Regions from separate parts of the Mus musculus genome. Here all the other regions are linked to region 4. A link is a contact called in public HiChIP or PLAC-seq and promoter capture Hi-C data. All regions are on one chromosome and are shown on one strand. The core of a region is the stretch at or near the end of the contact, and the rest is flanking DNA. Distances in the headings are between cores, read along the strand shown. Region 1 holds the start of Rexo1 (REX1, RNA exonuclease 1). Region 2 holds the start of Ap3d1 (adaptor-related protein complex 3, delta 1 subunit). Region 3 holds the start of Smim24 (small integral membrane protein 24). Region 4 holds the start of Gng7 (guanine nucleotide binding protein (G protein), gamma 7).

Region 1 (7,499 bases), core at 196-2,695, 450 kb after region 4:
TCAAGTCTGTAATCCTAGGATCCCAGAGGCTGAGGCAGATGGATTTTATAGATTTGAAAATGAGATGAGCCTGGAGTGCAGAAGGAGAATCTTTTAAAATAAACACCAAATAAATTGATTAAAAATTTAAAAAGCAGGCGGCCATGGTGACTCAGGCCTGTAATCTTAGCATTTAGGAAAACTGTCAGAAGTCCAAGATCAGTCTAGGCTACAGTGCCAGACCCTGTCCAGACAAACAGAAAGAGGGGTTCTGGGGATGTTGCTCAGTGACTGGAGTAACTGTCTAGCAAGCACAAGGCTTTGCGTTTCATCTCCAGCACTGTGTAATGGGCAAGTCCATCCAGTCTGTGTTACATGAGACCTTACCTCAATCAAAAGCAAAACAGAAAAGCGGTTGGGGAGAGGGCTCAGTGGGTTAGAAAGCTGTGCACAGGTCTCAGGACCTGAGTTCTAATCCCCAGCACCCATTTAAAGCTGGGTATGACCAGGTGAGTGCCACCCTAGGCTTTGGGGTGGAGGCAAGCAGATGCTGGGAGCTTGCTAGCCAGCCTGCCCAGCTGAAGTACTTCAGTGAAGAAGCCTGTCTTAAAGGAAAGAAAATGGAAGACTAAACAAAGGGGTGGGAAGCTGTATGCTCCTCTAACCTCTGCATGCGGGTGCACAGTGTCGCCTCCCTCCAAACACCCCAGAACAAAGCAAAAACAAAAAAACAAAAAAACAAAAAAAAAAAAATCAAATATATTTCCAGAGTGTAGCTTAGTTGGAGTGCCCTTGTCTAGTGTATGTATCTAGGCACGGCAAAAAGAAAAAAGAAATGCCCCACTGATACCCCTCGTGGTTAGGTGACTATTTGAGCATCAATTAGGTAGGTTTCTCAGGATAGGCACCTCAGCCAATTAAGACCCTGGCTAGAGAGTTGGCTCAGTGGTGAAGAGCACTTACAGCAATTGGAGACTTGGGTTCGGTTCCCAGTACTCACATGACCGTTCATAACCATGAGTAGCTCCAATTTCTGGGTATCCAAAGCCCTTTTCTGACTTCAGCGAGAATCAGAAACACTCATGTTGCACATACATAGAATTAGAAAGTAAATCCTAAATCAAACAAAAACCCTGGCCGTGAAGCTCTCCTCGTCCTCCGGGGGGCGCACGACGGCCTTATATAGCCAAAGATTACAGCGGAGACTCGCGGTGCATTTCCAGCCAGGCGCACTCTGGACAGCCCAGGCTTCTCAGGGGCTTGAGGCTCAAGATTGCGAAGCTGCACCCGCGAAAGTCCGGTGCCGGAAGGTTCTCAGGACCAGAAGCATATAATCACGCGTTCTTTAAAGCTTCTCTTGTCCTAAGCTTCGGGTCTTCCGACGGCTACAGTTCCGCGGGAGACGACATTGTAAGCAGGCGCACTTCAGTCAGCCCTTCCCGGCGTCCCTAGCGACAGCGTCCCGGGGGCCTCTGGGGGCCTCGGGGCAAGATGGCGGCGTCGGCGGGGTCCGAAAAGCGCGAGCGGAAGCCTCCGGGGCGAGTGTGAGGAGGGGTCCCGGGGTCCCGGGTATCTCCGGGCCGGGGCCCCGCTGCGGAACGGACCATGCTACGTTCTACCGGCTTCTTCCGCTCCATCGACTGCCCATACTGGGCGGGAGCTCCCGGGGGGCCTTGCCGGCGGCCCTACTGCCACTTCCGGCACCGCGGAGCTCGGGGTCCCGGCGCTCCCGGTAGCGGCGGCGCAGCATCTCCTGCATCAGGTAAAGCCCATAGGACCGCCCTGGGTCCCACAGCCCGCCCGTGCTACATGTTTCCCTTGCTCAGCCAGACCGCGCACTGTCAGATTGCTGTCCCTCTCCTAGCTGCCATCGCGATGCTGTGCAAATGTCTAGACCTCTCTGGTCATTAAAGCATAAAGACGGTCACGACGGAGCGAGAGACCGTGCATCCCCGTCCCCAAGCTAGGGGACTTGGTGCAACTCCTCCGGTTCTTATTCTGTCCACCTTGTTCCGAACGATATATCATTCCCTCCCGTCACCACGCACGCCACCCTGTGCGCTTGTGGCATACCTTGTTTACGAACGCGACAGTTTCCTGGGATGAGTCCCCCCCCCCCCCCCACTGTCTCCAGTAGTTGGATGCACAAGGCCATAGGGGCACCTGCTGTTTGTCGAGCGGAAAACCCCCTTGCCTTGAACGGGTGTGGACTTTGAGCTTGGCAGGGAGCATGTCGCAATTAGTGTGATGACATTTTGAAGAAGGCCTCAGGGATCAGGCAGTGTGTAGGAAGTATTGTATTAGAGAAAAGACATTAAGGTTTTGTTATTTGTCTTTTGTTTGTTTTTACTGTTGTAGGCCAGGCTAGTTTTGGACCCAGGACCCTGAAGCTGCAACCTCCTAGGTTCTGGGATGGCCCTAACCGGACCCTTAGGATTCCAATTGCATTTAAAGAAGACATTGGAGAGCCTAGAGAGATGGCTCCGATTTAAGAGCACTTTCTGTTTTGGGCTGGGCCTGCTGCGTGCACACTTTTAGTCCCGTTTCTCTAGAGGCATTGCCGGGTGGACCTCTGAGTTTGAGTCCAGCCTGGTCTATATAGGAAGCCTTGTTCCAGAAATCCATAGCCAGTGAGTCCCTGTCTGAGGGGTGGGGGCCACGCTTGCTACTGTTGCAGAGGCCCTGGATTGGGTTACCAGCAGCCACATGGCTGGTTTGTAAACCCAGTTCCAAGGCACCAGCCATGTGTGGTGCAAATGCAATCACCCAGGCAAACTCTCATGTGGATGAAATTAAAAACAAAAACCTTTAAAAAGTGGCATGGCACCCAGGTATGGTGGTGCATGCCTTTAATTTCAGCATTTAGGAGGTAGAGGCAGGTGAATCTCTTTGAGTTTAAGGCCAGCCTGGGTTACATATGTGGTCATCTCTAAAAGAGAGACAGGGCATTGTTGACTAGAGTACCGTTTAGTCCCCTCTGGTGGCCTCTGTTCCTTAGAAATGGCTTGGTGAACTTCACCACTGACTCCACCCCCAGGTCCCAGGTTTATTTTAGACCACTCTCTCTCAAGCTGTTGTCTTTTATTTAAATAATGGTATATATATATGTGTGTGTGTGTGTGTATATATATATATACATATATATATATATCGAGCATTTAAATGGATAGATAGGTTCACTGTGTAGCCCAGGCTGGCCTCGAACTTGAGGTGATCTTCCTGCCTCTGCCCTCTGAGAGTTTGAGGGCCAGGCATGACCTGCCACATCTCTTGTTGTTGGGTCCCCATCCTCACACATACATTGGCCTAGGACACCTGCACTGCAAGTGGCCCTTTGACAACTCTGTGTGTGGTGGTCAGGCTCCACACCTGGCCGCCATTGTCCTTGCCGGGTCAGCCGGGGACTCAGCCCAGGTGCTTGGGAAGAGGAGGGGCATAGCTTGGCAGATTTCACTGCAGGGTGGGCCCTGAGTGCCTGGCATAGGCGACCTCTCAGGCTGCAGTGCCCAGCTTGGTGACATGCAGTGCCTTTCGTTTCCTATAGACTTATGCCTGTATGGGTGTCCAACTCGGTGTGTCTGCAGAGGCCAGAGGGGGACATTGGATTCCTAGGTCTGAATTTCCAAGTAGTTGTATGCCTTCAGCCATTAGTGTTACGGATGGAGTTCTGACCGTGGCAAAAGCAACCAGTGCTCTTAACCCCTGAGCCATCTCTTTCACCCTTTTGTTGTTTTGTGGGATTTTGTTTTGTTTTTTGAGACAGGGTCTCTGTGTACCCCTGACTGTCCTGGACTCACTCTGTAGACCAGGCTGGCCTTGAACTCACAGAGATCCTCCTGCCTCTGTCTCCAGAGCACTAGGATCAGTGGTGTGCACCCCCACCACTAAGTTGACATCCTGGCTTTTAAAGTTTACTTCCTTTTTGTGGATTGGGGATGGAAGCTGTCTTCTGCTGTGCCCAGTGCTGGACCCAATACTGTGCCATCCCAGTGCTGTACCCGGTACTGTGCCATCCCTGAACAGTGTTGTACCTGGTACTGTGCCATCCCTGAGCAGTGCTGTACCTGGTACTGTGCCATCCCTGAGCAGTGCTGTACCTGGTACTGTGCCATCCCTGAGCAGTGCTGTACCTGGTACTGTGCCATCCCTGAGCAGTGCTGTACCTGGTACTGTGCCATCCCTGAGCAGTGCTGTCCCCGGTACTGTGCCATCCCTGAGCAGTGCTTGGTCCTCACCTTTCCTCTCACGTTGTTCTTCCTGTGCTGTCTTGCGCCACAGCTGGTTACTTGGTTCCCCAGAAGGTCATGTTTGGGGTCTGGTGCTTCTCTGTGTGTCTGACAGTCCTCAGGGAATGGTGCTCCGTTCCTCGTGGCATCTCCTGGTGTCCTAGACATGATGTCCAGTCCTGCTCTTCCTGCTCTGGGGATTCTTCTGTCCTCTCCTCAGTGCTCCTCTGAGGAGGCCTGGGCCTGGGCTGCTCTGGATTAGGATAAAGTCCCTACACCTGTGGCTCAGCCTTGGTGGCATCCCTTGGGCTCCCTGGAGTAGCCCTCCATGGCCTTTGTACCCACAGGAAAGCAAACCCTTATGTGACTGGTCTCCAGTGGCTCAGAGCTGCAACAGAAGCTAGCCACCTTTTCTCAGCTGGGATACATAGTTACCCTGTTGAGATGCTGAGTGCTATGGAGGAAGACAGGCTGAGGGACAAAGGAAGTTTGTTCACTGATACCAGTGAGGGAGGTTAGAGCTATGGGCATAGGAGGTGATTCCTCGGTGGTAGCCCCTGTGAGTGGCAAGACTGGGCCTTGGGTTTCTCTCTGGATTCCTATTGGCTGGTGTACACGAAGCCCGGGCCCCAACACAGCTACTGTCCCTGTCAAGGGAGGGGTATGTATGAGAGGAGCAGAAATGAGAAATCAGGGTGTCTGAGCCAGAGAGCTAACCCCACCCCCACCCTTGCCATGTCTTCAGGGCCTTGGAACCTCCATCTGAGACCCCCAGCAATGTTGTGTGGGTGGCAGCCAGGAGTGAAGTGTGAGTGGCTCCACACACGCCCAGCCAGAGGTGTTCCCATATTTCCCTGTGGACAGTTTGGTGCTAAGGGCAAGTCCAGAACAGAAGCTGTGGAGCTTCTTAGAAGGAACAGGCTTTGTCAGGTAAAGGAGGGTGTTCCTAGGGCAGAGAGTGGGGGGTGGGGCGAGAAAGTGGCTGTGGCCAAGTTCCTTCTGAGCCTTGAGGGCCTCTGGAGGCCTGGATCCCATCCCAGTTCCCACAGCACATGCTTGAGCAGTGAGGGTCAGAGGGGACAGACACTTCTGGCCTCTTCCCACTGAACCCTGCCACCACATGAGACCTGTGACTGCCATTGACCTGTTAGACCAGGCTTGGTGCACTGCCTGGGGAGACAGGGGCTTTGGAAGTGGCTTTCCTTGTCTGAGCAACCTAGAGTCCCTCGGGACCAAGGGACTCCTGCCACTTTGGGCTCCTTCCCAGAGAAAGACCCACTTCTCCAGGAAATGCCAGCAGGGGGCGCTGCAGTCCACAACATGGTTGTCAGGGATAGCTGGCCCTGTGGATGCCCGGAGACATCAGTGAGGAGAAAGGCCCTGATTGCCTTCTAACAGACAGTAACACGCCATGGTCCTCTGGTTGGACTGCTGTGTCAGGTGTCTGGTGAACATTCTCCTCGACCAACTCTTCCAGTTCCAGCTCTGCCCAGCGAGAGAGCCTCAGGGCTACACTCCTTGGCTACCTTGCTGGTGGTGGGCAGCTGGTTCCACTGGCTGGGGAAAGTGGCTTAGAGGGCAGATGGGCATCCCAATATATAAGCAGGACAGAATTTAGGATGCCGACCCCTACTGCTCAGCTGCCACACCTGCCCGGTGATCTTTAGAGTGCTGTTAGTGGAGAGTGCAAGCTGCCCAGCTTACATCTGTCCCACATCTGCCCCTATTCATTGCTCCTCTGTCTTCGTTATGACACTGCTGCTTTCTGAGACCATCCTTCGCCTGACCCTCTTGACCTGATTCTGTGGCCTGTCTGTCCTGCTGCCATTTAGATAAAGGACTTGGGATTTCAGGTGACTGTTGGTACAGGGACAGCTGGAGTAGGGGTTTGCAGCTGACATCCTGTCCCAGGACACCTTCCCACAGAGGGAGGGAGCGCCAGGTGCAGATGCACTGAACTGAGCCTGTCTAGGACAGGCAGATAACTAGGAAGGTCTGCAGGGGTGGGGTGCTAGCTGACTCCTGGAAGTATGGCTTCTAAGGGGGCTCTTTCATGCTGAGTCTTAGAGTACCTGTGGCAGTCAGGAGCCCTGTGGGAGTTAGGGCATGCTCCTGTCTTGAAGGTGGCTTGTCCGTGGGTGCTGCAGTGCTCCAGTGGTCTCTGCAGACAGCCACTTCTAAGGATGATGGAGCTCTGTTCCACAGTAGCCGGGGAGTGCTGGGAGTGGGTGGCAGGTCTCCAGCCCTGCTTCACTTTGCCAGTGATCTAGGCCCACGTGCTCTGCGGCTCTCTGAGGCTCTGACCATCCTTGACTCAGCGCACACCTATGGGACTCTGGGTAGAAGGATAGACAGTCAAGCACATGGACACTGACTCACACTGGTTCTGGAGAGAATAGCTGGGAACTGAGAAGTAGCTGGGGGCTGAGGAGAGGCAGGTTTTTTTTTTTTAAGATTTTATTTATTGTTTCTTTGGTTTTTTTTGGGTTGTTTTTTGTTTGTTTGTTTGGGTTTTTTGTTGTTGTTTTGTTTTTTGTTTTGGTTTTTCGAGACAGGGTTTCTCTGTAGCCCTGGCTGTCCTGGAACTCACTTTGTAGACCAGGCTGGCCTCGAACTCAGAAATCCGCCTGCCTCTGCCTCCCAACTGCTGGGACTAAAGACGTGTGCCACCATGCCCGGCAAAGATTTTATTTATTATTAAATACACTGAAGCTGTCTTCAGACACACCAGAAGAGGGCATCAGATCTCATTACAGGTGGTTGTAAGCCATCATGTGGTTGCTGGGATTTGAACTCAGGACCTTCAGAAGAGCAGTCAGTGCTCTTACCTGCTGAGCCATCTCACCAGCCCTGAGAGGCAGGTTCTTGTCATATGGCTCCTAAACTTTATTTTAAGATATTTTTTTTTGTTTTGTTTTTCGAGACAGGGTTTCTCTGTGTAGACCTGGCTGTCCTGGAACTCACTTTGTAGACCAGGCTGGCCTCAAACTCAGAAATCCGCCTGCCTCTGCCTCCCAAGTGCTGGGATTAAAGGCGTGCACCACCATGCCGGGCTTTTTTTAAAGATTTATTTTATGCCTATGAGTATGCTATAGCTGACCAGAAGAGAACCTTGGATCCCTTGTGAGCCACCATGTGGTTGCTGGGAATTGAACTCAGGACCTTCGGAAGAGCAGTCAGTGCTCTTACCTGCTGAGCCATCTCACCAGCCCTGAGAGGCAGGTTCTTGTCATGCGACTCCTAAACTTTATTTTAAGATTTTTTTTTGTTTTGTTTTGTTTTTCGAGACAGGGT
Region 2 (7,426 bases), core at 1,962-4,461, 270 kb after region 4:
ACTCAGAAATCTGCCTGCCTCTGCCTCCCAAGTGCTGGGATTAAAGGCATGTACCATTACCGCCTGGCTGGTATTTACTTTTTAGATTTATTTATTATTTTATGTATGTGAGTACACTGTCCCTGTCTTCAGAAACACCAGAAGAGGGCATCAGATCCCACTACAGATGGTTGTGAGCCACCATGTGGTTGCTGGGAATTGAACTCAGGACCTCTGGAAGAGTAGATCTTAACTGCTGGGCCATCTCTCCAGCCCCTATTGATATTCATTCTTGTTATTTTTCATTTTCATGGCTGTTTAGGTGTACAGATATCTTGCCTGTGTATGTCTGTGGTGATTTGGATGAGAATGGCCCTCATATATGCCTATGTTTGAGTACCTGGCCCCTGCTTTCTGGGATTATTTGGGAAGGATTAGGAAGTGTAGCCTTGTTGGAGGAGGTCTGTCACACAGAGGAAGGGCTTTGAGGGTTCTCACAGCCTGCTGTGGTGGCGCACACCTTTAATCCCACTCAGGAGGCAGAGGCAGGTGGATCTCTGTGAATTTGAGGTCAGCGTGATCTACATAGTAAGTTCCAAGACAGCCAGGACTAAGCGACCTAGAGAGACCCTGTCTCAAAACAACAACAATGTCAACAACAACAACAACAACAAAACAAAGACTCTCACCATTCTGGTCTTTCTCTCTCTCTCTCTCTCTCTCTCTCTCTCTCTCTCTCTCTCTCTCTCTCTCCCCCCTTCTTGTTTGTAGCTCAGACATGAGCTCTCAGCTGTCCCTGTCCCTGTGCTGTGCTCTGCTTTCATGGACTCGAGCCTTCTGAAAAAACGGTTTCTTCTATAAGGTGCTTTAGTCATGGTGTTTGTCACAGAATTAAAAGCGTAATGAAGGTGATGTCCCCCGCCCCATGCATGCTTGCACCTGATGCCTGTAATGGTTTGAATGTGCTTGGCCCATGGGAAGTGGCACTGTTGGGAGGTGTGGCCCTGCTGGACTAGGCGTGACCTGGTAGGAAGTGTGTCACTCTGGGGGCGGGCTTTGAGGTCCTCTGCTCAAGCTCCACCCAGTGCAAAGAGAGCCTTTTCCTGGCTGCTTTGGGATCAAGATGTATGTAGTAAGTACTCTCAGCTCCTTCTCCAACACTGTCTGCCTGGATGCTGCCATGCTTCCCACCATGATGATAATGATCTAAACTGTAAACCAGCCCCTGTTAAATGTTGTCCTTATAAGAGTTGCCTTGGCCATGGTGTCTGTTCATAGAAATAAAAGACTAACTAAGATACTGCCTGAGGCAGCTGGCTAGGAATTCCCTGGAACTGGGTAGCATTACAGATGTTTTTGAGTGACCATGTGGGTGCTTGCAAATGAACCCAGGTTCTCTAGAAGAGCTTTAAAACTTAGTGTTCCTGCTGAATGTCCAGAAAGGGAAGTTCAGCCGGGTGTGGTGGCACATGCCTTTAATCCCAGCACTTGGGAGGCAGAGGCAGGCAGATTTCTGAGTTCGAGGCCAGCCTGGTCTACCAAGTGAGTTCCAGGACAGCCAGGGCTACACAGAGAAACCCTGACTCAAAAAACCAAAACCAACCAAACAAACAAAAGAAACAGGTAATCTATCTTCCATATTATTTTTGAAGTGCTGTTCAGCTAAACTGGCTAATTACCTATTCTCTACTCTTATACTCATAGTATAATTATTTAAACATGGGACCACATTCTTGGATCACATGATCCAGGGACTCGGACCTAACCTAAAATGAATGTCTTCTTTGATCATTAATTAGTCCCAAGCCAGGGGACTGGTGAGATGGCTCAGTGGGTAAGAGCACCCGACTGGTCTTCAGAAGGTCCGGAGTTCAAATCCCAGCAACCACATGGTGGCTCACAACCACCCATAATGAGATCTTATGCCCTCTTCTGGTACGTCTGAAGACAGCTACAGTGTACTTACATGTAATAAATAAGTAAATAAATAAATAAATAAAAGTGTTTGTGCACCAAAAAAAAAAAAATTAGTCCCAAGCCTATTTTGTCTTTCAAGTACAATTACATGCTTGTAACACACGAAAGCTCACTGTGTTCCTTATTTAACGTTTGCAGCCAAAGGAGGGGACACATTCTATGCTTAATGCTAACTTTACTATATCTTTCTGGCAAAACAATCTAAACCATCTCCTTAAACTTTCTTTTTTTTTTTTTAAGATGTATTTATTTATTATATGGAAATATATTGTAGCTGTCTTCAGACACTCCAGAAGAGGGAGTCAGATCTCCTTTACGGATGGTTGTGAGCCACCATGTGATTGCTGGGATTTGAACTCTGGACCTTCGGAAGAGCAGTCGGGTGCTCTTACCCACTGAGCCATCTCACCAGCCCCTCCTTAAACTTTCTATCACCTACCCTAACATCTTAAAACTATTTTAATCAAATAAGAAATTCTATAAAATCATTAATTCATCTATTTTATGAAAGTTCATCTTTATATTAATCTGCAGGAGACTTGCCCAATCGAGTGGGCTGTCTCCCAATAAGCAACCACAGCAGACTCTAGGCAGTGAGGGTCTCCTGGTGCCCATTCACATCGTACTAGATATGGGAGGCATATAACAATGAAAAACATGAGGAGGCACTGCAGCACCAAGAAGTAATCCAGAGACGAACGCCTCCGGGGGGCAGTGCCTCTCTAGGAACATGCATCACAGCTGTGCAAAACGGTGGACCATCTCCAGCAAAGTCACTTGCCCACCACAGTTTCTCCTGTATGGTGTCCACCATCCAAGCCTTGTGCTGGTTTTACAGACAGGGTTTCACAGGCCGGCCGGTTGGATTGCTGGTGTGATTGACTCCTGACACTGATTCCCAAGTCACCACTTAAATTCAGAAAAGGCTGGGCTGGATATATTTGGCCAGGACCTTGCAGAAAAAGCTCCACGTGGAGCTCCGCCCTCCTCTAGCCACGCCCACACCAGATAAGACCACGCCCACTGCTGTCATTTAGCGAGTGGGGAGACCTGCTCTCGATTTTCCCTTAGGGGCGTGGTTAGGACGTCTGTGGAGTTCTTGTTCACCAATGAGGCTGCAAGGCATTGCAGAGGAAGGGGTGGGCTGCTAGGCGTCAAAGGGTGGTGTCTGCTTTCCTATTGGGTGGCGTGTGGTTGTCAAGGAAACTGCAATGTGGGGCTGGGCTTTTCGGTGAGGCGGGGCTTCCGGGAGGCTGAGGCTCTCCGTCAGCTGACCCACCGCCATCTTGGCCGCCATTTGCAGCGGCCCTAAGCTGGGAAGGGTCTGTGGAAGCTGGGGGGGGCGGGCTTACTGGCTACCCCTTCTCCTCAGACTGCTCTCCGGCTACAGCCGTCGCTCTGGCCTCCACGGCGTCCCCTCCGCGGCGGCCGGAAACACAGCGGGGCGGTTGCCTGAGGTGCGGTCGCCGGGTCCCCGCACCTTCTAGGGCCGCGGCAGCGGCGTTTCCCTCGGAGGCCGCAGCCCACGGGCCGCCGCGATGGCCCTCAAGATGGTCAAGGGCAGTATCGACCGCATGTTCGATAAGAACCTGCAGGATCTGGTCCGCGGCATCCGCAACCACAAGGAGGACGAGGTGAGCCGGCGCGGAGCGGGGCTGCCGGGCTTTCCCCCCATTGCCTCTGGCCCGCCGTGGAGCCGTCTTCCTCGACCCCATCGCCTTTCCCGTCCTGCCTGTTCCAGAGCTGCGGCTCTGCACAGCCTCTCCTTCCCCTGGCCTCAGTTTACCCCCAGCAGCTTGAAACAGGCGCTGTCCAAAATGGCTCAGGTGTCTCGTCTGTTGTAACTAGGGGCCACTCCCTGAACCTCCAAATTGTCCACTTGGAGCAGTCCTTGCCCTAAAGGCCTCAGCGTTTTAGGTCTTGAAGTTGGATGCCACTGCTAGAGCCTGAGTTTACCTTCTTGAAGAAGACTTACTTAGGCAAAGGTTCCCCCACTTGAGCTAGTTTCTGGATCCCATATGGAGGAATCGGGGACCCTCACAGAAAAATCCTGTCATAGGTCTACGTGTCTCCCATGGAGAAATCCCCTTGTCAGGAAAGCACAGGCCCGGGTGGCTGTCTTGGGCTTCCTTGGGAACCCTGCCAGGTTTTCCTGCCCCAGATCCCCTGAACTATTAGTGTGTGCAGGACCTAGGGGCATCTTGGAATGGGGAAGCCTGACTTCAAAACTGGAAGCTCAAAGAAGGCAGAAGTCAGGGTGTGGAAGCGATTTTTCCAGAAGTTACACTGAGACTACAAGCGCTGCTTCCTTTCCTCCCCACAGCCTGTGACCTAGATTAAGGAAGAAGTGATAGAGTGACTACTTAGTGCCTGGCTCAGTGGAAAGACGCAGGCCTCCTCCTGGGCTGGAAGGCCATGCTGAAAGAGGGTGCCTGTCCCTAGCTGGGACAGTCATTTCTCTGTAGCCCTCTTCCCTTCTACCCTACCTGGTGTGGTTTGTACCCTCCCTGCTCTCCCTGGCTGTTACTTCAGTTGAAATAGCTGGTTGGCCTGCGTTTTGCTGGGTGTGGACTGCCCTATGTGATATTTCCTTTGTACTGTGGCCCTCTTTGCTCTCAAGAGGGCTTCCACATTCCCTTCTTGCCTTCCCGTACAGAGAATGTTCCCTGGGCAGCTGTTCTAGGACCCTGGGGACAGGTCACATTCTAGTTTGAGTACCTGAAACAGACTCTAGCTAGGGACATAACCTGGGCTGGCTCATGGTACTCCTGCCTCAGTCTTCTTAGTGTTGGGATTACTGATTTTAAGGTATGTGTGCCCAGGGCCTCAGGCCTCTGTTATGTTTTGCTCTTCACGTCCCCTACCTTCCCATCCCGCAAATCTCAAATCTTCATTGGGAATTGGTGTACATAGACTGTGAGTGTCCCACAGGTGTCTGTGGGGTAATGGTGGAGGTGCTTTTTAAAAATTGGTGTGTATTACATTTGATACTGAGTTTCATTGTACTGTCTTGCATGTAGTCTGCAGAAAGCTCTTTCAGTAGTGCAGAGCTAGGCAGGCACAGAAAGTCCTCCAAGCCCTCAGCTTCTATGTGGCTCCTGCTGCTGACTGCTCAGCCATTCTAAGATTTTGGTTGTGAGTCTACCTTTAACTGCTGAGCCATCTCTCCCACCATGGCTGGCCAGTCTGTACAAGACACACTGAGACCGCTTGGGTCCTCTGTCCCTCCTCAGGGACACCTTCAAGTTCCTGTGCATTGTTGGGCTCTTATGAAGGTGCGGTGTAGTGCAGAGCCTTCTGCCAACCTTATAGCACAAGTTGCAGTGACCATTCTCTGCTCTACACTCCGGTTGACTTAGGTCTCACTGTGTGACACTGGGAGTTGTAATAATCCTTCTGCCTTACAAGTACTTAAAAAATGCAGGGTGTGCACTCTGGAAGTTTTGTGGGGTTTTGGTTTGTTTTTGAGATGATCCTTTTTTAAAAACTGAAACAGGGTTTCTCTGTGTAGCCCTGGCTGTCCTGGAACTCACTCTGTAGACCAGGCTGGCCTTTAACTAAGAGATTTGCCTGCCTCTGCCTCCAGAGTGCTGGCATCAAAGGCATATGCCACCACTGCCCAGCTTGAGATGATCTTTTTTTTTTTAAAAAAAAATTTATTGCCAGGTGTGGTAGCACATGGCTGTGGATGGTGCAGAGCCTCAAGACAGTACAGGGAATTAAACCCAGGTCCTCTAGAAGATCAGCAAGACCTCTTCTGTTGTATCTCTGCAGCCCCTTTGAGCTGATGTTACTCTGTATCTTTGGCAGGCCAACAACTCACCCTGTAGATCAGTCTGGTCTTGAACTCACAGGCACTCAGCTGTCTCTGCTTCCCCAGTGCTGAGATTGTGGGTGTACAGTACCATGCCCAATGAATCTTTGTCTTTTTTTTTTTTTTGGTTTTTTCGAGACAGGGTTTCTCTGTATAGCCCTGGCTGTCCTGGAACTCACTTTGTAGCCCAGGCTGGCCTCGAACTCCGCCTGCCTCTGCCTCCCGAGTGCTGGGATTAAAGGTGTGCGCCACCACGCCTGGCTGAATCTTTATCTTTTTAGTAATAGTGTATCCATTTATATATATTAATTTTAAAAAAGACTTATTTATTTTATGTATGTGAGTACTGTTGCTCTCTTCAAACACACCAGAAGAGAGCATCCCATTACAGATGGTTGTGAGCCATCATGTGATTGCTGGGAATTGAACTCAGGAAGAGCAGACAGTGCTCTTAACTGCTGAGCCATGTCTCCAGCCTCCATATATATATTTTAAAGATTACTTTTTCTTATGTGTAGATTTGTGTATCTGTGTGTCCATTGTGTGTGTAGGTGCCTGCAGAGGCAGGTGAGGTCATTGGATCTCCTGGAGCTGGAGTTAGAGGTAGTTGTGAGCCGCTGAACATGGGTGCTGTGAATCCAACTTAGGTCCTCTGAAAGAACAGCAAGCTCTGTTAATTGCTGAACCATCTCTTCATCTCCACCCTTTAATTTTTACCACGTTTCACTGTCTGACTTCAGAGCCTGTAGACATTGGTAGCACTCTGTTGCTAAGCTACAACATCTTTTTTTTTTAAGATTTATTTATTTATTTATTTATTTATTTTTATGCATATGAGTACACCACCATTGCTCTCTTCAGACATACCAGAAGAGGGCACTAGACCCCATTACAGATGGTTGTGAGCCACCATGTAGTTGCTGTGTATTGAACTCAGGACCCCTGGAAGAGCAGACAGTGCTCTTAACCTCTGAACCATCTCTCCAGCCCCACATCCTCCATCTTTATTATGAGATAGGCTTCACTATGTAGCTATGGATGGCTTCCATCCTACTCATTTCTGCCTGCCTCCTGAGTGCTGGCATTAAAGGCATGTCAGACTTATTCTTTCGCAGTTTTTTTTTTTAAACACACAATTGATGTTATTAAATAAAAACAGGAAGTATCCTTTCCACTCACCTTCCCCCACTCCTTCAAATCCGCAGCTTCCATGAGTGTTTACAAGCAGCCATGAGGGCCCCCTACATCTCTATGCCAGGTACTTGTAGAAAGCTAAAACACAAGCTGAATATCCCCGGTGCTGCAGGGGACCCCCTATTGCCCCTAGAGTATGTTTCTCTGCAGTCTGCCATATCTGTGCTTAGCTCAGCATCTTTGCCTGTGCCAGCACCAACCCCTACCTGGTGTGATCAGCACAGCCTAGTTGTTTCTGAAACTCTGCTGTAGCTATCTTGTGGGCTTTAGCTGTTCCCCTTTGGTTGGTAACTCCAAGGGTCAGTTGGAGACCTGGGAACTCAACAGCTGTTCTTGAGGCTTGGGCCCTGAGATGACCTGTACCTCAGGCTGCCTATGTCCTTTGCTTTGCAATGGCCATTCTTTGCTCTGTTCATTCTGTGACCAGCACAAATGGCTCGTGCTCTCTTATTTTTTATTTTA
Region 3 (7,297 bases), core at 2,832-5,331, 380 kb before region 4:
AGACTGCCAGCGAGTCCCTAGATCTTGTAGCCATGATACCACACAGTCATTTCCCAATCAGTGCCTCACACATCTATCTGATGGTGCAGTTTTGGGGTCTGTCCCCACTCCCCTCAGTCCCTACCCCTGCTCCCCTCAGACATGGGGCAGGAAACAGCAGGTGCGCTGGGCAGGAGGAAGGCATGTGCTTCCTCCCCAGCCACCACCCCTCCCACAGCACCCAGCCTCACTACCCCAGCATGGGGTACCCAGCTGGATACTCCCAAAATGTCACATCCCATCCAACCTCAGATCTGATGCAGTCATCTGTGTCCCCCAACCAAAGCCCATTTGGGTCTGAGGGTTCCAGCGTAAATGCCTGCCCTGCAGCGCCTGGCAACTGGCAAGCATCGGGTCTGAGGGACTACACAGGGCGCAGCACAAGGCGCTCATGGGTTTCAGGGAGTGGGAGGGACTGTTTTTCTCCGTTGCTCTTCCTCCTTGTTTTCTGGGTGTTTTCCTGCAGAGATCTTTTGGGTTTATTTTGAGATTCCTCCCCCCAACCCCACCCCATTCAGCCACTTTGTATTTTACTCCTGGGTCGATGCACCTCCGACCTTCAGCTTTTCCTAACTGCACTTACGTGGTCTGCAGCAACCTCTGCCCCCTCCTCCCAGAGCAGATGGGGTCTGGATGGGGAGCAGAGGGCACCCCAGGCCCTTCTTGCTCCACAGTCCCCCGCCCGCAGCATACTCCACTCATAACCGTATATTACAAACTCATTTTGGTTTCTGGCTTTTTGTTTTGTTTTGTGGACCCGCCTGAGCACCATTGACTGCCTGCTGTTCCGTTTCTCCCTATGCAAACAAACAAAAACAGTGAGGGGGTCCATAAAAGATTCAATAAAAGGCAAAAAAAAAGAAAAAAAAAAGAAAAAAGAAAAAAATGTATAAAAATTAAATAAGCTTAAGCTTCGCCTTCTCTTGGTTCTTCCTTTCTGTGCGTCCATGAAGCGCCCTGGCTGGATCAGGGAGTGGGAGGCTGTCACCTGTGTTCACAAGCCCAGGCCCACCATGTGGCCCCTCCTGCTGTGGGCTCACTGCCTAGGCTCAGGGAAAGTAATTTCTGCCTTGGGCCAGTATCCTGGACTCCATCCCAGCATGAGCTATAGCAACTGCTATGGTGGCTTAGGCCTGTCCCGGGGCAGGAGGATCAGGAGCTCAGAATCATCTTTAGCTTCATGGGCAACTGGAGGCCAGCCTGGCTGACATGAGACCCAGTCTCAAAATAAGAAAGAACCAGCCGGGCTTGGTGGCGCACGCCTTTAATCCCAGCAATTAGGAGGCAGAGGCAGGCGGATTTCTGAGTTCGAGGCCAGCCTGGTCTATAAAGTGAGTTCCAGGACAGCCAGGGCTATACAGAGAAACCCTGTCTCAAAAAACCGAAAAAAAAAAAAAAAAAGAAAGAACCCAGCCCCCTTACCTAGAGTGAAAAGCTGGGGTCTCTTGACCTTAAGATCCACTAGTTCTGTGGGAGGGGCTGAAGAGAAAATATCCCAGGTCCCTGCCCCAGATGTCAGAGGTTGGACCATCTTCCCAAGGCTCCACAGCATTGCAGAGGAACAGAGTCCTCTGTCTTTTGAGACATGAGTCTAAAATCATGACCTTCATGAGAACCAACCAGACACCTCTGTGGACAGCCTGAGCCCAGGCAGAGCTCTCAGTGGCCAAGGACCCCTGATCCAGGCTCTGGCCTAAGCCTACACAAAGGGACTACAGCATTAGGGACCTTTATTAAAGGAAGGTGCTGAGAGGTGACACCGCCTCCTCGTGGCCATTGCTGGAACTGCTTGCCCTGGAGAACTCAAGAACGGGAGACCCTTGGATGAGGTCCTCAGAAAAGAACCCGGTGACCATGGGGCAGAGAGCTTGGACCATAGGGTGTCTCTCCTCCAAAACAGAGGGTAGAAGCCTCCCGGGTACAGCACTGGGGCTCAGAGACATAGGGGACAGTCAGGTGACACCAGGAGCATGCCTGGAGGGGGCAGATTGGATGTGAGAGAGGATGCAGAAGGGGGACAGATGAATAGGAGTGGACACCAGGCCAGTGGTGAGTGTCAGGGGAAGGTGGGGGTGAGTATGGAGGCCATAGGCAGAGCTGACCTCCTCATATGAGGACAGTTTTCAGACCCAGATGACACCAGTCCGGCTTCAGGTGGTGGCTGCAACTTGAGGTGTGTGGATGAAGCACCCCCAGGTGACAAGATGCTTTACAAAGCTGTTTTCTTGCCTCTCTCCTCATCTGAGGACTCCTTTTCCTCTAGTTCCAAGGCCTCGTTGCTCTGTCCGCCCTTCCTGTCCACCTTCTTCTTCTGCTTCTTGTCTGCTTTACTGTAGGGTTACAGTGCCGCAGTGAGAGAGGGTCACTGCTTACCAAGCCACCTTATCAGGCTAGGTGAGGACGGACTCCGGGCTGCGGTGATCTCAGGATGACCCCACAGAAAAGAAAATGTTCACTCCATGGAAAGAAAAGGATGAATTGGTGGATGGGAGGATAGGTGGGTAGATGGGTGGATGTGTGGATGGATAGGTGGGTGGGTCGATGGATGGATGTGTGGATAGGTGGATGGATAGGTGGACGGGTGGGTAGATGGGTGGGTGGATGGATGGGTGGGTGGATAGGTTAATGAGTGGGTCACTTACGATAGAGTGACGGTCATGGTGTACAGGAAACCATGCGTCGTCACAGGGTAGGTAGCTGTGTTCTCTGCAGTTCTGGGTACAGGTAGCCCCAGCCTCTCCTTCTAGCCCTCCCTTCCTTCCTCAGGACCCTCTCAGGTTCACAGGGCTCAGCTGTATTTCCAGCTGCCCATGCCAACTCTCCCCCACTTCTATTCCTCTCCCAGACCCAGAATCTGCACTAGAGAGTCCCACCCAGAGTCCACCTGCTGGACACTGTCCCCTCCCCCCAGCTGGGCCTCTCAGGACTGTCTGGGGGGAATCACCCACAGGGTACCTTGGCTGTGAGTTCTCGTTCATAATGTGCTCCATTCTGAATGTAGCCTCCTCATCCTCTGCTCTGCACAAATAGAAACATTGATACAAGAGCTGTTCTCTGCCTCAGTATCCCCAACTGAGGTCATGAACGCCAAGAATCAGAAGGGATCAACAGGGCAGCAAAGCAAGATGACCTCCAGGCTGACCCTGGGAGGGAGCACAGAAGGGCGGGGAGGTCAAGGAGGCCCTGCGTGGGACAGGGGCAGGTCCTCACCTGCCTTTGGCGCACCAGACACGATTGGCCAGCATGAGGATGAAGACTATAAACAGGAAGCCCACTACTGCAGCCAGGCCTACTAGCCAAGGCTTCAGGCGGCGCTCTGAGGCTGCAAAGGACAAGACAAGTCAGACACAAAAAACGAAGGGTCTGCAGGGGGAAGGGGAGCCTGCAGGGGAAGTGGGTTCTGCGAGAGGGAAAAAGAAGGGTCTGTTGGGAGCAGAGGGGTCTGCGGGAGAGAGGGGAAGACGTTAACGGAAAGAGGCGGGTCTTGGAGGGCGGGGCTTAGAAAAGGCGTAAAGAGGTGGGAATCAGGAAGAACGTCCAAGACTAGGAGCTGCCAGGGGCTTAGGGGGCAGAGGTTGTAAAGGAGGTCCGCGCCTCCCGGAGAAGCTGGGCTTCTAAGGGGTGAGGCTTTTAGATAAAGTAGTTGAGGAGGCGGGGGAAGTGGGGGCGGCGAGGGGGGGGGATAGCTCAGAGAGGCCTTGAAGGAGCTGAGAGGACCAGCTGGAAAAGGGCAGTGGCCTTAGCTTACAGCGTTGAGAGGGGAGAAGGATGTTAGATCAGAGACAGGGCAGAAGGAGTCATTGGAGAGCACTCGTCCCCACCAGTGCCCTCTTCACTTCCTCTTCCTGCCTTGCCTTAGTTTCTCCTAATGGGAAATGAGATGCTGAAGAGCCCCTGCCCCAGTTCCTAACACCCACCCAGCGCGGGCTCCACACCCTAGTCCTACCCTGCTGGGCCTCAGCGGGTGTCAGGAACAGTGTAGCCAGCAGCAGCAGCCTGCCCAAGGTGTCCATGGCCAGCACACTGGATATGGGCCGACGTTCAGCTGCAGGTGTGAGCTGCACAGGGCTCGGGTGGGGTTAAGACAGTGATTGGGCGGGGCGGGGTGGGGAACCTGCCGTCTGTGGCCCAGCCTCCCATGCCTGCTTGGCATCAGACCCCTGCATCTTTGGAGGGCAGAGTCTGCGGCTAGTTTAATATTAACCTAGACTGTCCCTTCCCCCGCACCTTGCACCCCTCCCTGGAGACCAGCAGCCCCAGGGACAGGTCCTTAGAGTCCTCTGTAAGAAGTCAGGCTGCACAGATGGGACGTCCACGCTGTCACGTGCACACAACCAAGTGTGGCAGTCAGGCTTGGTGGCTGGGACAAGCCTGGCAACTTTGTGTCTAGTAGGTCAGCCCAGTGGGGTTGGCAGCTCTGTGAGCACCAGGCTGCAAAGGAGGCAGGGAGCACCACGTTCCTAGAAGGGGGACCCTCAAAGCAATGGCAGAGACACCTGCCTGCAGAGCATCCAGACATCTCAACATACAAAGACAGGGCACAGGCTTCTGCCCTCAACCTTGGGCCTCAAGCTGATTAGATATCAAGCCTCACCTGGGCAAAGGAGGACCCCACCCAGAAGTGTCACGGGTGCAGCCACAGCCTGCGCACGTGCAGGAGACAGCAAGGAAACGGGGCACTGATGTCCTCATGTGCCCGTCATTCCCACACAACAGAGGCCTGAGACAGGAGGATGGTTAGGTCTAGGCCTTATCTGACCTCCAGAGCAAGACACTGTCTCAGAAATAAAACTGTGTGCTGGGCTGTAGCTCAGAGGCAGAGCAGTCTCCCAGCTTGCATGAGGCCCTGGGTTCCATCCCCAGCACCCCAGAAACGAGGTGGGATGATACATGCCTGTCATCTCAGCATTCAGAGGTGGAGGCAGGAGAATGAAGAATTCCAGGTCATCCTCATCTACATACCAAGCTTGAGGCAGGTCTCACACAGTTTGGAAAAAGGGTTTGGCTTTTTTTTCCTGATTTTGGTTTTTTGAGACACGGTAACCCTGGCTGTCCTGGAACCTAACTTTGTAGACTCTCGAACTCAGAGAGATTCTCCTGCCTCTGCCTCCTGAGTGTTGGGATTAAAGATGTCACCAGGAACCCAACCAGGCATGCCTATCTATATTAAGCTCCTACTGTATACTCATGGAGTCCTGAGCTGAGAGATCTGAGCCCAGGTGGGATGTCAGGAGCCCAGACTGACATGCCCACCAGCTGAGGTGGGGGAAGCCCTGTGGAGAGGACCTACCACACATGGTTCCTTATGCTCCCTAGTCCAGGCTGGCCTGGAATGTGCCATCCTCCTGCCTCAGCCTCTTGAATGCTGAGGATGACAGCTTGGTTACTCCGTGCTGTGTGTGACAATAAGCTGAGGGACCTTCACCCAGACATTTCTCAGTGGCCTGCCTCAGTTTCCAGTCTGTGCTACTGGGCTCATCGACAGCACCCAGGAGGGTTTTGTGAGAACGTGTGGGACAGGGCTGAGACAAAAAGGTCATGGCACTTGGATAGTCAGATAGGCTTTTAATTTATATGTGAATTTGGCCTCACTCTTTTCTCCTCTCAGCAAACACTGTGTAAGGAATTATCCATAGGAAAAAATGTTGCAGGTGATGGCTCTGAGTTCCAGGACAGCCAGGGCTGTTACGCAGAGAAACCCTGTCTTGAAAAACCAAAAGAGAAAGAAAGAGGGAAAGAAAGGAAGGAAGGAAGAAAGGAAGCTGTCAGGGCCTCGGGCTGGCACAGCCTTGGAGGAGACCCTGGGCTCTCCTCAGTATCACAGAAGCCCAGATCTGTCATCCCAGCGTTCAGGAGATGGTGACTGGAGGATCAGGAGTTCAAGGTTGTCCTCTGCTATGTATCAAGTTCAAGGCTTGCCTAGGCTACATGGAGAACCTGTCTCCAAGTCAATAAAGTGTAAGTGGAGTCTGCAATCAGAGCACTCCAGCCCAGGAGGGGAGTTTTGAGTTTCAGCCTGGCCAAACCCTATGTTGTCACATACACAGGTGGTCCAACTGAGGCAGAGGGAACTGCCAGGCCCACCAGTGTCACACATGCCACTCCTCCAGGTCAGTCCAGCCTCCAAAAGTTGGTTTGCACCGGCGGGTCCTTGAAGGCAATGGAGGTGCGGCGAGGAGCACGGGCAGGGTCATCCTCCCCACGCCAGGCCAGGGCCAGCTGAAGATCTAGTTCTTCCAGGTCCTCTGCAGCCAAGCTGGCCCGCAGCTCCCGGGAACCTTCCTCCTCCTGGTCAGGCTTAGGGCCAAAGGCCCAGTCTGCAGGGACAAGTGGCTGGTGAGGTCGTGACTGGCCGCGGAAACCCTGACCAAGCCCACTGCTCCCCCTGACCTTGGCCACGCCCATGCCATAGTTTGATCTGGCCACGACCACCCTTGGGCCGACCCTGGCCTAGACCGGAGCTCCATCCCATGCCACCTGTGACCCCAGCCCAGGATGGATTAGGCAGGAAAGTGGCTCACCAGCCAGGTCATGAGCTAGATCTTTGATGAGGTGGCCAACAATGGCATAGGCCACGGCCACCACCAGGATAGCGGCCATCAGCAGATACAGGGCATAGCGAGGCAGGCGGATGGCATCCAGCGCGGGTGGCCGGTATTCCTCATACATCGGAGGGGCTGGGCTCCAGTCCTCGGCCTCTTTTTCATCCACTGACCCTGCCATGGCTGAGACACCTTCAGCAGGAGCCTGAGGGAGGTGACCCACACACGGGAGTATTAGGGAATGAGCTAAAAGGATTAGAACGGCTCCTCCAGGCCATCTGTCCGGATCAGTGTTCCCCTCACCAGAAGTGACGTGCACATCCACATTGACCCCAGGACCTTCAAAGGCAGAGTTCTCTGAGCAGGGTAGGCAGAGGGCTCCCCTGTGCAAAGCTCTTGGGCAGTCGGGAGCCTGGTACTCTCGGTGAGCATGTGGGGGGTGGGGGGGGTGGGGCTCATGCCACTGTGGCCGACTGAGCAATGAGGGGTCAGAATGGGGACTGTGCAGGGTGGACAGGGCAGGGTGGAACCCACGGGTAGCTACAGGCAGAAAAATACTCTGCTCACGGGCGTCCTCTGGCGGCCACTGTGGGGGAGGACAGTGTGTAGACGGTGGGAGTAAGTGGGTACAATGGCTTCTTGCTGGGAGGTTCTAGAAGGGGGAAACCTAGCACTCTGTGAGAGACAGGGTTCAAATTCCAGTTCTGAGAGTTCCA
Region 4 (6,951 bases), core at 269-2,768:
TGTGAGCTGCCATGTGAGTGCTAGGAATTGAACCCAGGTCCTCTGGAAGAACAGCTAGTGCTCTTAACCACTGAGCCGACTCTCCAGCATTAGTTAGTTTTTGAAACAGGGTCTCATGTTGCCTACAATGGCTTCAAACTCACCCATGTAGCCCAAACTGAACTCAAACTTGGGGCAGTCCTCCTGCCTCATCTTCTCAAGTGCTGGAAGATAGCCCAACTCTGCATCTACCAGGTGAACCACAAACAGTAGTAGGGTCTGGGGACAGCCTGGATGGGATGTGCCAGGGAAGAACACTGAAGAAAGGTTCTGGGCTTTCTCTGAATATAAAGTGCAGTGTTTGTGTGTGTTTGTGTGTGTGAGCACACGTGCATGTGTGTGCCTGTCTGTGCATGTCTGTGGTGGGGGCATTCATATGTGTGTGCATGTATGTGTGTGGATGTGTGTGTGGATGATAGCCAGGTTCCTTCAGGAATGACAAGAGTCCAGGGAGCCGAGCCAGTAGATTGTCTGTCACAGAATGTCAGTCCACACCAGAATCCTGAGGTCACCCACCCAGGGGCTGCACTGGTCTTTCCCTGGGATGGCTGTTACCTGCAGGGATGTTCCAGATGTCTCTGAGGTCACCAAGAAAACTTGTAGAGAATGCAGACCCATGGGCTGGGGCTTCCAGCATGAGTCCCTGGTGCCACTGCCCCCACTGGAGAGTCAAAGTCATCCTCTCCTGCATGGTGAGTTCAAGGCCAGCCTGGGCGGTTTACTGTGACCCTGTCTTAAAATATATATATATGGCTGAAGTTATAACCCAAGCCAAGTACTGCAAAAGCCAAAAAAAAACCCAAGTAACAGAGAGAATAGAAAAAACCGGAGATGAACATCAGAATACAGAAATGATAAACAAGCAAATAAAAAATCAGTATTTCCTCACTATCCTGGGTCTCTGCTCGGGATTCAAACTCGTTCCTTGAAAACCACAAGGGAGCTTCCTGTCCCTGGCTCCCATGGGGTTTTTTGACTGGACCTTGCTGTTCTGTTAGATCTGGGCTGAGATGGGGAGTTTGATCGGTGTTTTCTTACTGCTAAAATGATGCTCAGCGGAAGATGAATATTATCACAATATGGGATACAAATGTATGCAAACGTCATAATGAAACTCATTATACCATACAATAAATACACACCAATAAAATAAACTCGAAAATCCAAACAAAACAAAGCCTGACTTAGTACATGCCTAACGTTAAGCAGCTTCTCCTCAGAGAGGCCCCTTTGATTGCACCATTGATTGCCAATCTTTAGACGCATAACCCCGCCCTCCAGCTAGTGAATGGCCCGTGGAGACGCCATTCCTGGGTTTGGCCCGCCCACTCGAGCCCGAAGCCCCGCCCTGCCCCCAAGGCTAAGCCTACCAGACTGTCGGCCCTAGGCTCCTCCTCTGGACCAACCTCCGCCACCTTGGCTTCTGATTGGTCCGAATGCTACAGAGGCTCCGCCCTCATCGCGGGAGACCCCGCCCCATGGAAGAGCCCTCTCTAGGCCCCGCGGTGCGTTCGGCTGTGCGGCTGCTGAGACACTGGCTGGAGGCAGGTGAGCTCCGCATGCTGAAGAGACTCGGGGTGTATCGGGGAGGAGTGGGCTGCCTCAGAGAGGACGGGGGCAGCCCAGAGAAGTGGGGTGAAGTCAGACAAGAGTGGGGTGCAGTCAGAGAGAGTTGGGGTGCAGTCAAAGAGGAGTGGGGTGCAATCAGGGAGGAATGGGTGGCAATCAGTTATGGAGGAGTGGGGTGCAGTCAATTAGGGAGGAGTGGGGTACAGTCATACAAGACTGAGTTTGGTGCAGTCAGATACGTATTGGGTAAGGTGACAGGAGTGTGGTGTAGTCAGGGGAGTGGCGTACAGTCAGGAGAAGTGGGGTACAATAAGGGAGGAGTGAAGTGAAGTCAGACAACAGTGGGATACAGACAGAGAAGAATGGAGTTCAGTCATGGAGAAGAGGGGTGCAGTCAGGGAGGAGTGGGGTGCAGTCAAGGAGGAGTGGGGCACTACCTGTTTGCTGTTTGGTTGCACACAGTACCAACACCTTGGAGACAAAGACATAGAGCAGGGGGAAGGTACCTGTGTGTCCCTCTCAGGGACTCAGGGTACATAGGCTTAGATCTTGGGGTGCACAAGGCTCCAGTGTTGACTGACTGTTTCAGAAACTTCCTGTGGGAGTGTTAGGGGCAATAGTGTTAAGGTGTGTGGGCAGCTCTCCACTGCGGGGGTGGGATGGGGTGGGGGTAGGGGCGAGGTGGGAGAGAGGGTGACGGTGGCTGGCTGGGGGACCTCTTGTTATAGCACTGAAACTGTTGCCAGGTGTCAGGGAACCAGGCACCAAGTTCACCGGTTTGCAGCTGCAGACAGGTCTAGTGCTCTCAGTGGCTTTGGGACTCTGCTTTGATCTGTTAGCTGCTGTCCCTCAGTCCTCAGTCCCCCCTACCTCCTCATGAGGGCAGGGCAGCTAGCCCTGGGTAGGCTCCCTGCAGTATCTGCCAGGGAAGATATGTGTTAAGGCCATTCTGGTGCAAGCTGTCACAGAAAGACTATGAGGAACCCCCCTTGACTCCCACCATCCTGGGGTGCAAATGAGAATCTCTACCCCGGTGGTGGCAGGCGTGCTCTCCCAGTCCTTAGGAAACTGAGGCAGAAAAATGGAAAATTTGAGGCTAGCTTAGGCTACATAGTGAGTTCCAGGACAGCCACGACTGCAGAGTGAGACACTGTCTCAAAAACACCACAGTCAGCTTGCAGTTTAGTGTAAGATTGTCTCTGAACTTGGGTGACTCTGCTGTGCAGGGAACACTGGGTAACATCTAGGGACATGTGTAACTTTCTCAAATCAGGGAGGAGGTCCTGGCATGCAGTGTGGAGCCTAAGACTGCACAGTGCCTTGCAGGGCCCATAGTGTCCCACAGACAATGAACAGGCCCAGTGTCCACAGCCCAGAGGTGTGAAAAACTGCCTGAGATCTATGCAGCCAGGTTGGAAGGATGTGGACTGGGATAGAGCCCGGGGTGGAGAACCTGCCTAGAATCCCCCAGTGAGGCACTAGGGTTGGAAGCCATGTCCATCCTCCTGCCTCAGGCTCTACAGTGCTGGGATTACAAGGTATTTGTTAGGATGCTTAGTTCTTCCAGGTGGCTCGTTCTGTTCTGTTTTTAAGACAAGGTCTCCTGTAGCCCAGGCTACCTCCAACTCTCTCCTGATCCTCCAGTCTCTGTCTTGAGTGGCAGGACAGGTATGGGTCACCACACTTGGCCCTGTGAAGGTTGCTCATACTCCGATTTCTATTGCTTTGCTTTTCTTCCTTCCTTCCTTCCTTCCTTCCTTCCTTCCTTCCTTTCTCTCTTTCTTCCTTTCCTTCATTCCTCCTCCTCTCTTCTTCCTCCTTTGAAGACGGGGTCTCATTGTGTAGCCTAGGCTGGCCTGGAACTCCCCCTGCCTCTGCTTCCTGAGTGAGCTTAATGGAGTGACTTTCACACTCAGTTCTGTGTGACTTTGAAATTGTGAGTGATTGAGCCTGCATCGCCCGCACCCACAGTTTGTTTCGTGAAGGATCTTGGGGGTCCCCTAGTGAGTCCAGTGTGCCCAGGCGAAGAACACTCAGTGGGGCGGCTAATCTTTGTCTCCACAGCACAGACTTGTTTTTTGCTCTGGCACACCAAGTAGTAACAGGAAAACTGCCCCCGCCCGCCAAGGTGTTGTCGCAGGTTTTTAATTTGTGTCTAGAAATAGTGACTGGAATGATGCTCACTGGGTTGGGGACCTGTCCCAGCATGCACCAGGCCCCCGGTGCTGTCCCCAGGACCTCAAGAATATATCATAATCTCAGGAGCAGGTGGATCTCTGTGAGTTTGAGGCCAGCTTGGGCTGCACAGTGAGACCCTGTCACTGTGGGGATTGGTGGAGACCTTGGAACTTTCTAGAAAGAACAGCTACCACAGCCACTGTGGTTGACACAGGCTGAAAGTCCAGACTCTTTTGTTTCCTCTCTGGCTGGTGTGACTATATGACAGCGGCCTGGTAGGTCACCGCTTACTTGCCTTTCTTCCGTGGAAGATTGTCCCACGCCTGAGCCCTTTCATGGCTGACCTGACCCTGGCAATTCCAGGTTCTTGTGACACCAAGGCCAGGAGGGAGGACTTGTTTCTGTTGCCTCCTGTCCCACTCCCACACTGGGAGGCAAAAGCCGCCATTTGTGACTGAGTAGGAGACACCTCAGCCTGCTCCCTATCTCCGCCCCTCATCCCCATGGTCTGGCCGCTTTCTCCCTGGCTCCTGGGAAACCAGTCCTGTCATAGTCTCCTCTGGTGGGGGTTGGTGACAGGGTCCGCGATGGGACATCGGAGAGCCTTCTCAAACGGCTGCCAACTTCTTCCTGAGAACTTGGGAAAGGGGATAATCTGATCGATTTTCATGTTTTAAATTCGGGTCTGATTTGCATATTTTAAAATTCAACATTTTAAGCATAATAATTTAGGGTTTTCCTGAGCTCATCTCCGGGTGCAGCCATGATCCATAGATGACAGGCTAATGCCACGTTCTCCGCCCCGCCCGGCCCCCGCCCGCCCCCGCCCCCGCCCAGCGCCCACAGATGCACTTCCAGACTCTCAGTTCTCCTGATTTGGACATTCCCATCATGGAGTCTCAGGTTGTGCGACCTTATGCCCTGGTCTCTCACTGATCTCTGTGTCCTTCGGTTCCTCAGAGCCTGGCTCTTGTTCACTGTTGTGTGGTATTCCAATGTGTGGGCTGACCATGCCGTATTTACACCATCCATTTGTAGACACCTGGACTGCTTCTGACTTTTTTTTTTCTCTCGAGACAGGGTTTCTCTGTGTAGCCCTGGCTGTTCTGGAATTCACGGTGTAGACCAGGCTGGCCTCGAACTCAGAAATCCGCCTGCCTCTGCCTCCCAAGTGCTGGGATTAAAGGTGTGCGCCACCACCGCCCGGCTGCTTCTGACTTTTGTTGTGAATTGTTGCGTTGAAGTGAGCTTGTCCTGGTCATATTGGCTTACTGTACTGAACTTAGGCTTTCTTCTTTGTTCTTTTTGAGGGCGAAGGTGTGAGTTTATCCATTCTCCTCGGCGGGCCCTTCTCATCCCAAAGCCCCCAAGCTCAGAGCCTGTCCTCTTGCTGGGTCTAGCCGGTTAACAACTGACACACAGATCGCAGATCAGTTTCCTACTCTCACTAGGACCTCGGTGGCCTTCCTGAGAACCCTGACTAACACCCCACTGCCTCTTCCGTGCCCCATCCCCAGCCAAGCAGAGCTTCCCGCTCCTCTTGCTCTCTGCTCTGAGGGCATTCCTTCCTCCCAGCCCAACAAAGGCACCTTGTGAGCCTGCTCTCAACCCCAGGACCCGTGCCAAGTCCCAGATCATGTGATTGGACGGCTGCATGCTTGTGTGGTGTGTGTGTGTGTGTGTGTGTGTATGGGTATGTGTGTGTGTGGTGTGTATGTGGTGTGTTTGTGTGTGTGTGGTGTGTTTGTGTGTGTAGTGTGTGTGTATGTGTATGGGTATGTGTTGTGTGGTGTGCATGTGGTGTGTTTGTGTGTGGTGTGTGTGTGTTTGTGTGTGTGGTGTGTGTGTGTGTGTGGTGTGTGTGTGTGTGGTGTGTTTGTGTTTGGTGTGTGTGTGTGTGTTTGTGTGTGTGTGGTATGTGTGTGATGTGTGTGTGGTGTATATGTGTGGTGTGTGTGTGTAGTGTGTGTGTTGTGCATGTATGTGTGTGGTGTGCATGTGTGTGTGGTGTGTGTGTGTGTGTGTGTATGATGTGTGGTGTGTGTGGTGTGCATGTATGTGTGTGTATGTGTGTGGTATGTGTGTGTGTATGATGTGTGGTGTGTGTGGTGTGTGTGTGGCATGCATGTGTGTGTGGTATGTGTGTGTGTATGATGTGTGGTGTGTGTGATGTGCATGTGTGGGGTGTGTGTGTGTGTGTGCACACCTAAGGGACACACTAGGTATGTGGCATTGACTTGCCTGTCATCCCAGCACTTGGTCTCTGAGGCAGGGGGATCATGAGTTCAGTGTCAGCTTGAACTAGAATGGTAAGACCCTGTCTGAGAACCCAGAAGAGAGAGGCTCCATGGGTCTTGCACCAGCATGAACATTGAATTCAAATCTCAAGAACCTTCCTAATAAGCCATGCATGGCCACGCCACCCGTGACCTCAGCACTGTGAGAGCCAGAGACAGGAGGAGCTTGCTGAAGTCCAGCCTCGCTTTAGGCTCAGTGAGAACGCTTGTCTCAAGGCAAAAAGGTAGAGATAGAGGAAGATACCCAGCATCCTCCGCTGGCCTCCATACGTGTGTGCAGGCCCTGTGTGTATACACTATATACACACATGCAAAGCAATATTTTTAACCCAATAAAATAATTGCTTTGGGACAGAGAGGTGGGTCTGGGTTCTCAGGGGGCCTGGGGCCCAGGAACAGGACCAAGGAGGAGTTTGAGATGGAGTACTACTTGGCCAGGTAAAAGATGTGGCTAGAGCCCCCTGAGATTTCCAGTCTCCTTCATGTCAACTCAAAGTGGTCGGGTATGGTACTAGCATCATGAGTTGGGGTATTTTGAGGCACTTTCCTGGGCCTAGTTGGTGTTGATTTTCAGCCTGATACTCTTCCATTGTGTGTGGAGCCCTGGTTGTGTGGGTTCGCTCATGCATTTGAGCTTGTTTTAGGGCCGTTCCTTCCTGCAGGCTATTTTGTCCCCACCCCATGCTGGAACCATGTATACAGGATTGGTTTTGTTTATTTTTTTAAGTGTGAGTGCTTTTATCTTTCTTGGTCTGAGAACACTGAAGGAAGTGCCCAGCGGGGCCATTAGCCACCATCAAACCCACAGATTGCATCTTCTGTACCCCTTGGAGTTTTCTTTGTACATCAGTGGGTCTTTTGAGGTGGC

What was found. HiChIP or PLAC-seq counts read pairs in DNA pulled down with a chosen protein or histone mark. Capture Hi-C pulls out chosen DNA fragments and counts their contacts.
Region 1: a contact with region 4 is called in a FOXA1 HiChIP or PLAC-seq map of pancreatic cancer cells. The contact joins the promoter of Rexo1 here to the promoter of Gng7 in region 4. A contact is called at or near these places in 1 of 39 promoter capture datasets (pre-B cells), 2 of 484 Hi-C or Micro-C datasets (both in embryonic stem cells) and 1 of 115 datasets of contacts at active chromatin or transcription factors (pancreatic cancer cells).
Region 2: a contact with region 4 is called in a promoter capture Hi-C map of adipose tissue. The contact joins the promoter of Ap3d1 here to the promoter of Gng7 in region 4. A contact is called at or near these places in 22 of 39 promoter capture datasets (the 3T3-L1 cell line, 3T3-L1-derived adipocytes, the HPC-7 cell line and 11 more), 1 of 15 datasets of contacts at CTCF or cohesin (the NIH/3T3 cell line), 5 of 484 Hi-C or Micro-C datasets (B cells, the CH12 cell line, cerebral cortex and 2 more), 11 of 115 datasets of contacts at active chromatin or transcription factors (astrocytes, bone marrow-derived macrophages, embryonic hindbrain and 6 more) and 5 of 9 other capture datasets (adipose tissue, embryonic stem cells, liver and 2 more).
Region 3: a FOXA1 HiChIP or PLAC-seq map of pancreatic cancer cells shows a contact between it and region 4. The contact joins the promoter of Smim24 here to the promoter of Gng7 in region 4. A contact is called at or near these places in 1 of 39 promoter capture datasets (liver) and 1 of 115 datasets of contacts at active chromatin or transcription factors (pancreatic cancer cells).

The regions. Positions count from the first base shown.
Region 1 is chr10:80,555,506-80,563,004 of GRCm38.p6, reverse strand. Rexo1 (REX1, RNA exonuclease 1) reads left to right here and starts at 1,445. Exons shown (of 15, transcript NM_025852.3): 1 at 1,445-1,741. The coding sequence starts at 1,585.
Region 2 is chr10:80,738,060-80,745,485 of GRCm38.p6, reverse strand. Ap3d1 (adaptor-related protein complex 3, delta 1 subunit) reads left to right here and starts at 3,211. Exons shown (of 31, transcript NM_007460.2): 1 at 3,211-3,590. The coding sequence starts at 3,495.
Region 3 is chr10:81,389,848-81,397,144 of GRCm38.p6, reverse strand. It overlaps Smim24 (small integral membrane protein 24), which reads right to left and starts at 4,081. Exons shown (of 4, transcript NM_001099917.1): 1 at 3,986-4,081; 2 at 3,250-3,361; 3 at 2,995-3,057; 4 at 2,066-2,369. The coding sequence starts at 4,052. The coding sequence ends at 2,249. It overlaps Gm48552 (predicted gene, 48552), which reads right to left and starts at 6,828. Exons shown (of 2, transcript NM_001384181.1): 1 at 6,561-6,828; 2 at 5,590-6,356. The coding sequence starts at 6,762. The coding sequence ends at 6,151. Nfic (nuclear factor I/C) reads left to right here. Exons shown (of 10, transcript NM_008688.3): 10 at 1-954. It overlaps Gm48551 (predicted gene, 48551), which reads right to left. Exons shown (of 6, transcript NR_168929.1): 5 at 6,561-6,786; 6 at 5,590-6,356.
Region 4 is chr10:81,009,492-81,016,442 of GRCm38.p6, reverse strand. It overlaps Gng7 (guanine nucleotide binding protein (G protein), gamma 7), which reads left to right and starts at 1,518. Exons shown (of 4, transcript NM_010319.3): 1 at 1,518-1,587.